Linked DNA regions of Pan troglodytes: region 2 is linked to region 1. The links are chromatin contacts, called in public capture Hi-C maps. All regions are on one chromosome and are shown on one strand. The core of a region is the stretch at or near the end of the contact, and the rest is flanking DNA. Distances in the headings are between cores, read along the strand shown. Region 1 has its middle 180 kb from the start of UST. Region 2 has its middle 30 kb from the start of SUMO4.

Region 1 (4,398 bases), core at 1,711-4,210:
GGCTGGTCTCAAACTCCTGAGCTCAAGTCATCCTCCTGCCTCAGCCTTCCAAATTGCTGGGATTACAATTGTGAGCCACCACACCCAGCCACTTTCCAGTGTTTGCATAGGAAATTCTTGGACTAGGGATTGCTCTGTCTAAGATGGCCTAGAAGGAGCCACATTATAGCCTTACTGCTCCTCCCTGTTCACAGCTATGGTCTTAATATCAAACGTGAACTTTACACACTTTATCTCCTTTAGTTCCATGAGGTAATAATTAGCTGTGTTTTACAGATGAGAAAATTGAGAGTCTCTAGGTTTAGTAACTGGGGCTATATTTAACTATAAGTGAACCCAGGTCATACTGACTCCAAAGCACATGTTCTTATTATTACCCTGCCTTGAGTTTCCATAAGAGTAGGACTTCTTACAACTCAATTTTTCATTCCATGCATATTCTGCTTTACTATCCCTAAGATGTATAGTTTTTTGACACTTAAAATCTCAGAAGTTAGGCTGCATCTTATAACTGAGGGGATCTCAGCCCTGCTCCTGCCCAAGTGGCAGTCCTAATGCAGGAGTCGCTGTCTGTACACATGACCTGTGCATGCTTTCTGACATTCTGGGAGCGTGAACGGTCTACTGTAACTGCACATGGTTTCAGCCCACAAGCAATTTAAGGACATGGGAATCCGGCGTGTTGAGAAACATGATCTTTTTTCTAGGTTTAACACCGTTGCTTCCTTTAACCATTCCTAATGGGGTTTTCCTAATAAACCATGCCCAGTTTATTTCATGTCTTTGTTCCATTTCTTTCATCTGTATAGAATGTTCTTCCCTCATTCTCTTCCTGGTTTGTTCTCCTCCAAGACTCAGAGTTCAAGAGTCAGATTTAAGAGTTACCTTCACACTGGGCATGGTGGCTCATGAGCTTGAATCCAGGAGTTTGAGAGCAGCCTGGGCAATGTAATGAGACCTTGTCTTTATGAACTTTTTTTTTTTTTGAGATAGGGTCTTGCTCTGTCGCCCAGTCTGGAGCGCAGTGGTGCAATCATGGCTCACTGTGGCTTCAACCCCGCTGGGCTCAAGTAATCCTCCTATCTCAGCCTCTGAAGTAGCTGGGATCACAGGCGCATGTCACCACATTCAGCTAATTTTTTAAATTTTTAGTAGAGACAAGGTCTCACCATGTTGCCCAGGCTGCTCTCAAACTCCTACACTCAAGCAATCTACCCACCTCAGCCTCCCAAAGTGCTGGGGTTACAGGTGTGAGACAACGCATCTGGCCCCCCAAAAATTAAAAAATTAGCTGAGTGTGGTGCTGTGAGCCTGTAGTCCCAATTACTGGGGAGGCTGATGTGGGAGGATTTCTTGAGCCTTCAAGGCAGAGGCTGCAGTGAGTCGAGATTGTGCCACTGCACTACAGCTTGGGCAACAGAGTGAGACTGTCTCAAAAAAAAAAAAGAGTCACCTTCTTGGTAAAGCAGTCCCACAGCACTTAACTAACACATGTTTCTCCCCTCTCAGTGTCCACTATCACACTTTCAGCTCTTAGAGAGGGGGCCTCAGCCATCGCTATGGCCCTGAACATGTAGAACATGTGTAGGTACCACCCTGAACCCTCATAAAACCTTCATCCCACACATCCCAATCTCTCTCTCTCATGCCCCACCCACTAGTTGAGCTTGCATGTCATGGACAGAGCCCCTTTCTTCCTGTTGGCCTTGCAGTGTGCCCTTCAGTGTGCCCTGTTTTGTCTGGGATTAGTATGTGATGAACTGCTTCTGTTTCTTCATGGGCTCTGTGCAACTGCCTCTTCTGTGTCTCCCCTGACTTCTCTCCTGCTCAGGGCTCTCCTAGAGAGCGGCCATCTTGGTGGGAATAAACTGGTCAGACGAGCCACAAGGGGACCTGCCAGTATCAACAGGTTTTCTGTGAGAGGGACGCCTGGCCATGGGTCACACATTTAAGCATTAGGCTGTCTGCCAGAATAAAGAGGTACCCCACGAAAGGCTCACTGTAAACATCCATGATGAAGTTCCCTGGAGCGCCTCAAGGGCAGGGCTAAAGTTTGTGGCCACTCTCCTGAGAGAGACCACAAGACCAAATTAGAGTAAAACACAACACCTACTGACCAGGGTGTCAACGGTGAAGGGGTCAAAAACACCGCTAAAGAATAGCCTAAGGCTGAGAGTCCTGAAGGAAGAAACACACTTCAAAGGGGGGCCAATTTGTGTCCCCCAGAATACATGCACTGAAGTCCTACTGAGAAGGTGACCTTATTTGGAAGTGAAGCCATCACGGATATAATTAATTAAGTTAGGATAAGGTCATGTGGGAACAGGGTGTGCCCCTAATCCAATATGACTCGTGTCCCTTATGGAAGAAGGAAATGTGGACACAGACGTGCACACAGGGAGAAGAACACCATGTGCAGATGAAGGCAGTGATCGGGATGTTTCCACAAGCCAAGGAATGCCAAAGATTGCCAGCAAAGCCCCAGAAGCAGGAGCAGAGTCTCTCTCCCAGCCCTCTGAAGGAACTAACACTGCCCATACCTCCTACTTAGTTATGCAGCCTCCAGAATGGGAAGACAATGCATTTTTGTTGTTTAAGTCACCCAGTCCGTGGTACTTTGTTACACCAGCCCTACAAAACAACTGCAGAAGCCTCCTTCCCCAAAACTGCTAGTCAGGCCTCACTGGGAAGGTGTGGCTGCTACCCGATGGATGATAGATTAGTTTCCTGAACTGACCCAGGTCAGAATTGGTCCAAGTCACAGGGCTGAGCTGGCAGGAAACAGCCACTGCCTCTCTCAGGCTGGCAGAGGAAGCTTCCAAAAGCCTCCTGCTGGTGCCCGTGGGCTGTGGCTGATAGGCAGGAAAGGGCGACATGGAACTCACTAAGAACTGTAGGGTGCCACCGAAGCTTGGTTCGGGGAGTACCAGTGGATGCCCACCTCCTATGTCACTGGTAGCCGTGCAGGAGGAGCAATGAGAAAGGAAAGGAAGCGTGCTGGGTGCTAGGAAGAGAAGCCCCTTCCTCCTGCATTGGTCCCGCCAGTGCCCTGTATGCACACACAAAGGAGAAACTCACAGTGCTCGGCTTCAGGGTGGGTAAGCGACAAAGAGTCCATTTAGAGCAGAGGGGCAATAAATTGGTAGCCAGCTCACCCCTTCTTCCCTTCAATGTATTTAAAGAATATAAAACAGAATGTATGATTTTGAGAAGGATTTGTTTCCACCAAGGAAGTGGCCAAACAAGGGCTGGGGGGCCACATGGCAAACCTGTTCTCCACGGGGGTTCTGAAGATTTTTTTGGTGCCATGAGCTTCTTTGACTGTCTGGTGAAGCCTGTGTATCTTTTCTCAAAATAATGTTTTTAATATGCATAGTCTAAAATACATAGAATTACAAAGAAACCAATGAAATCAAAACAAAGTAATGTAAATTTTTTTTAAAAAAACAAATTTGTGGCCAGTTGCTGTGGCTCACGCCTGTTATCTCAGCACTTTGGGAAGCCATGGCAGGAGGATCACTTGAGGCCAGGAGTTCAAGACCGTCCTCGACAACATCGCAAGACCTCGTCTCTACAAAATTTTTTAAAAAAATTAGCCAGGCATGGTGTGCACACCTGTAGTCCTAGCTGCTTGGGAGGCTGAGACGGTAGGATCACTTCAGCCCAGAAGTTTGAGGCTGCAGTGAGCTATGATTACGCCACTGCACTCCAGCCTGGGTGGCAGAGTGAGACCCTGTCTCAAAAAAACAAAACGAAACAAAACAAACAAAAAGCAAAACCAAATTTGTGATATAGTTTGATGATTAATTCTATGTGTGAACTTTATGGCATCATGGGGAGCCCAGAGAGCTGGCTAAACATGATTTCTGGGTATGTCTGTGAGGGTGTTTCCAGATGAGGTTAGAATTGAATGGCAGCCTCAGTAAAGCATTGCAGATGGGCATCAGCCAATCTATTGAGGGACCGAATACAACAAAAAGCTGGAGGAAAGGGGAATTTGCTCGCTGTGCCTGACTGTTGAGCACAGACATCTGTCTTCACCCTTCAGTGGAAACTTACACCATTGGTCCCCTGGTTCTCAGAACTGTACCACCAGGCTCCCCAAGTCTCTAGCTTGAAGATGGCAGGTTGTGGGACTTCTTGACCTCCATGATTGTGATAGACAATACCTTATTTTATTTATACACAGACACAGACACACACAAACACAAATACACATGCACATATATATGTATACAGGATAAAATTCCTAAAAAGGAAAATAACTCAAAGTTTAGACAGGGTTTCATTTTAACATTAATGCATTTTGCCTGGTGTTTTTTTAAGTGGAGTCCTTATTTAACAGGAGGAAAGGGCTCTCCTGCCTCCCTGCTTCCATAACCCCGGGATAGACTTCGC
Region 2 (4,609 bases), core at 925-3,424, 860 kb before region 1:
CAGTCCTCCACTGATGGGCACCTAGGTGGAGTCCATGGCTTTGCTGTTGTGGACAGTGCTGCAATAAACATGCGAGTGCAGGTGTCTTTTTGGTAGAACAATGTATTTTCCTTTGGGTACATACCCAGGAATGGGATTGCTGGGGTGAATGGTAGTTGTATTTTTAGTTCTTTGAGAAATCTCCAAAGTGCTTTCCACAGGGGCTGAATAATTTACATTCCCACCAACAGTGTATGAGCGTTCTCTTTTCTCTGCAACATTGCCAGCATCTTTTATTTTTTGACTTTTAAATAGTAGCCAAGAATGACTGACTTGCTAGATGATCACACAGTGTGCACACAAACATTTCATAAGATCGTAAATAAGAAACATTTCAGAAGCTTTGCTGAGTAAGGATAGTCATTGCAAAAAACAAGCTTCCAAAAATGGTTAACTAAAACTAGGAGGGAAATATATTGTAATACAGACAACTTACATTTGTGTGGCATGTTGGCATTCATCAAGCAAATTTCCATGTACTGTATTATGTACTTTTCATATTAATTCATGGTGCTGTGAGGTAGATTATAAGTCCCATTTTATGGATAAACTGAGGCTCACGGGGTGACTTGTCTGAGATCCTTCAGCTGATAAGTATTGGGTTCCAACTATGAAGGACAGGGACCAATCCAGGGATCTCTCCATTACACCTGTGAGCAGTGATGGGACAGAGCTTCTTTGCTACCTGTTGCTTTGTGGCTAAGCCCGCCTTGGCCTCAGGCAGCCTAGCTGCTGATCTCAGCTCTACCTCCTACCACCTGCTGTGTGTCCTTAGGAAAGCATCTTAGCTTCTCTGAACCTCAATTTTTTCATCAGTAAAAAGAGTGCGAAGAATATCTGACATATTGGATCATCAAGAAGACTAAACGAGCTACTGTAAATACAGCCCCAAGTGCAGTGCTTGACAGAATTACTGCACAAAATGCTGGCAATTATCATGACATTGTTATCCAAGTACATCATAAAACTAATTGAAGGAAGTGACTAGGGGATGCTCTGCAGCCTCTGCGACACAACTGTTGCTCCATGAAGATACAGATTTTCAGTAATTTAATGTTTATTATTTTATTATTTATTTTGTTTTATTTTATTTTGAGACAGAGTCTCACTCTGTCGCCCAGGCTGGAGTGCAGTGGCATCATCTTGGCTCACTGCAACCTCTGTCTTCCAGGTTCAAGTGATTCTCCTGCCTCAGCCTCCCGAGTATCTGGGATTACAAGCATGTGCCACCACGCCTGGCTAATTTTTGTATTTTTAGTAGAGACGAGGTTTCGCCATGTTGCCCAGGCTGGTCTCGAACTCCTGACCTCAGGTGATCCTCCCACCTCGGCCTCCCAAAGTGCTGGGATAACAGGTTGGAGCCACTGTGCCTGGCCTGCTTTTCAGTAATTTTGAAGCACAAAGTACTCAGGCTGTTGATGATTTCACTGTCAATACAAGTAAGCAGTCAGCTTCGTTAGTGGTCTATTGTTGTGCAGATGTAGAGAACTGATAAACGACGTGGAAGGAGAAAGGTACGCCTCATCGCATGGTGTGGGAACACGTGTGTGTAATGCTAGAAATACTAGTATTTAGTATTTTAGTATATTTAGTAAAATTCAGTAATTTTAGTATATAGTATTATTGGGTCAATTTTGTTCTTAGTTTCACACGTACATTCTTGGACGTTTCGACATTCAAATGCCTTGTGAGGAATTAGTAACATATCTCTAAGGTCTTGTCCAGCCCTAACATTCCATGATTTCTAAAAACCACCCCAACACATTTATATAGCATCACTGACCAACTCGCTTTGAAATGGAAAAAAGTATGTTCCCATTCCATGCGGTTTTTTCCTATCCGACTACAGAAATAGTTCTCCCCCTCAAATCTCACTTCAAATGTGGGTTTGAGGCATGATTTTTAAAGAGCTTCAAACATTGCGATAGTGTTGGCAAGGATGCCGGGAGGGAGCCCTCCAGAACATAGGACTCCACTCCCTTAACGTCTGGAAGGCAGAGGGGAAAAGCACAGTCGAAATTCTCTGGAGGGGAAGGCGTTGGTCTGCTTCAGCTGAGAAAGGAGCTGATCAACTGTAATCCGCACCAGTCCTGAATCCTTTATTCTCTTTACACAGAGTGGCTAGAAACAGGCTGCCCAACACAGCTGGTGGTGTCCCTTCAGACCCAGGGACGCATGTCAGAACCAGCACCAACCATTAGGTGGCGCCGTTGTAGCACAACAAGCATTGACCTGGGTTGGCGACAAATCTGACCCCGCTGCCGGTGGAACTGCCACTGGCCCTCTCCCCTGTCATGGGGTTCCCACAAGCCTAGCAGCTCGGAGCCCCAGGCCAGTAACCAGTGAAGAGCTGAGGATGATGATGATAAAACACAGGAAAAAACACGTGCACTTGCGCCCTGGCAGTTACAGCTCTTTGTGATGGAAGATGTAACAGCTAAGGCAAATTAAATATATTTTCATTTAAAATTCATAATAAACTATTTTGAACATACATAAAATTATGTGTATGTATGACTATTGCAACAAATGCCTGATTTTTTGTTTTGTTTTGTTTTTGAGATGGAGTCTTACTTTGTTGCCCAGGCTGGAGTGCTGTGGCATGATCTTGGCTCACTGCGGCCTCTGTTTTCCAGGTTCAAGTGATTCTCCTGTTCAGCCTTCTGAGTAGCTGGGACCACAGGTGCGCACCACCACACCTGGCTAATTTTTTTGTATTTTTGGCCATGTTGCCCAGGCCTGTCTCAAACTCCTGAGCTCAAGTGATCCTCCTGCCTTGGCCTCCCAAAGTGGCTGCCTGACTTGAATTTTAACACCTTGCCATGTTTACATTAATGTTTTATTTCTTTTAATAATGATTTGTAATTTTCTTTACAAATGTATGGGTGCATACTTTATTAAAATTATTTCTGAGTACCATGTAGATTTCTACCACTATTGTTATTATGAATGGGTTCTTTTTTCTTCACAGTCTGTTATTGGTGTATTTTTTTGTGTGTGAATAAACTTTGAATTCCCTGAATGCTTTATCTACATCTATTGAGATCATTACATTTTTCTCTTTCATCTTTGCTTATGGGATAAACCAGTTAATTTTCTCCTTTAGCACTGACCAAAAAAATTCTGTTTTTAAAAATAATATTATGGCCGGGCATGGTGGCTCACCCCGGTAATCCAGCACTTTGGGAGGCCGAGGCGGGTGGATCACTTGAGGTCAGGAGTTCGAGACCAGCCTGGGCAACATGGCAAAACCCCTCTCTACTAAAAAGACAAAAATTAGACAGGCACGGTGGTGGGGGCCTATAATCCCAGGTACTTGGGAGGCTGAGGCAGGAGAATCACTTGAACCCGGTGGGGGGCGGAGGTTGCAGTGAGCCGAGATCGCGCCACTTCACTCCAGCCTGGGCAAAAGAGTGAAACTCTGTCTCTTTATAATAACATGAGCATTTCCTCATCTTATTATAAACTCTGTAAGGATGATCTGTGGGAACTACATTTTCCCCAGTGGAGAGACTAAACTTATTGCACATTATGTCTCTTTTTTTTTTTGCTATTATAAATAAAAATACCTTTGGCATAAATTGACCCAGTTAGATGCAAGCAAATTATGTGATATTTTAAGGCCTCCGATGCCTGTTCCCAAGCTGCTTTCTTGAAAGCCGTGCAATTGTATACCATCACCATCACCAGCAATGCAAGTCATCACTTCTTCACCAGCAAGACCATTAAAACAATCCCCCAAACCACTGTCATCAGCACCACACCAGCAACATGACAGGTGAAAAGCTTCAAGTTCATTTCTTTAACTTTTTTTCCCCATAGGATTGCTAACACGTTTAATTCCTCTTTGGTGAATCATCTATTCAAGTATTTTACCCACTTGGTGATCAGAATCTTGGTGTTTTAAATTTATTAACGGTAAGAACACTATACCTATTCAGAACAGCAGTCTTTTGTCTGTTTTATCTGTTGTGAACGTTTTCCTCTTTTTCCTTTTTCAAAATTCGGCTGTTTTGATGTAGCGATGCTTCCAATTCTCCCTTTTCCAGCGCTTTCTCCTGCTCTGCCTGGCTGTGAGTGCCGGCGCGGCTCTTCTTGTCTCGCCCTCTCCCATTGGCCATTTTACTCTGTGCTTGAACCATCATTGACAGGTGGCTGCCTCTCCCTGGGAACACACCTCAGGGGCCCGCTGACCCCAATGGCTCTATTGGATGTCCCCCTGGCATCGCACTGCTCCCATGTACCCACTGCTCTCTGTGTTCTCTAAATCCACGAATGCCACAGCCATCCACCTGGCCACCCTCACCAGTCGCGGGCAACACCCCCGATGCCCCCCCGTCCACTTTCTCACCAAACCTCCTGGTCGTTCTGCCCTCACCTGCCCGTGGCTTTGTCCCCACCGTGAGTTCTCCTGTGAAATTCCCTCTGGATTATGTAAATTCTTTTTGCCCCCCAAACTTTCTTTAAAAAAGTTTTTAAACATATAAAAGTGCAGAAAATGTCATAACATATACCTATGCGTCTGCTACTCAGATTTTATAAATGCTACCATTAGCCATTACGTGCTTTG

What was found. Capture Hi-C pulls out chosen DNA fragments and counts their contacts.
Region 2: a capture Hi-C map of stem cell-derived neural stem cells shows a contact between it and region 1, with 5 times the contacts expected there. The contact joins two enhancer-like sites. A contact is called at or near these places in 2 of 7 Hi-C or Micro-C datasets (induced pluripotent stem cells and stem cell-derived neural progenitor cells) and 1 of 1 other capture datasets (stem cell-derived neural stem cells).

What each region holds. Positions count from the first base shown.
Region 1 is chr5:160,477,728-160,482,125 of NHGRI_mPanTro3-v2.0_pri, reverse strand. No RefSeq gene overlaps it. Among named protein-coding and RNA genes, the nearest start is that of UST, 180 kb to the left of the region's middle. Within about 2 kb of position 2,960, at least 1 of the 24 cell types and tissues checked has an H3K27ac peak or open chromatin away from gene starts, as enhancers often do. A contact at or near this core is called in stem cell-derived neural stem cells, where this site is marked.
Region 2 is chr5:161,341,301-161,345,909 of NHGRI_mPanTro3-v2.0_pri, reverse strand. No RefSeq gene overlaps it. Among named protein-coding and RNA genes, the nearest start is that of SUMO4, 30 kb to the right of the region's middle. Within about 2 kb of position 2,174, at least 7 of the 24 cell types and tissues checked have an H3K27ac peak or open chromatin away from gene starts, as enhancers often do. A contact at or near this core is called in stem cell-derived neural stem cells, where this site is marked.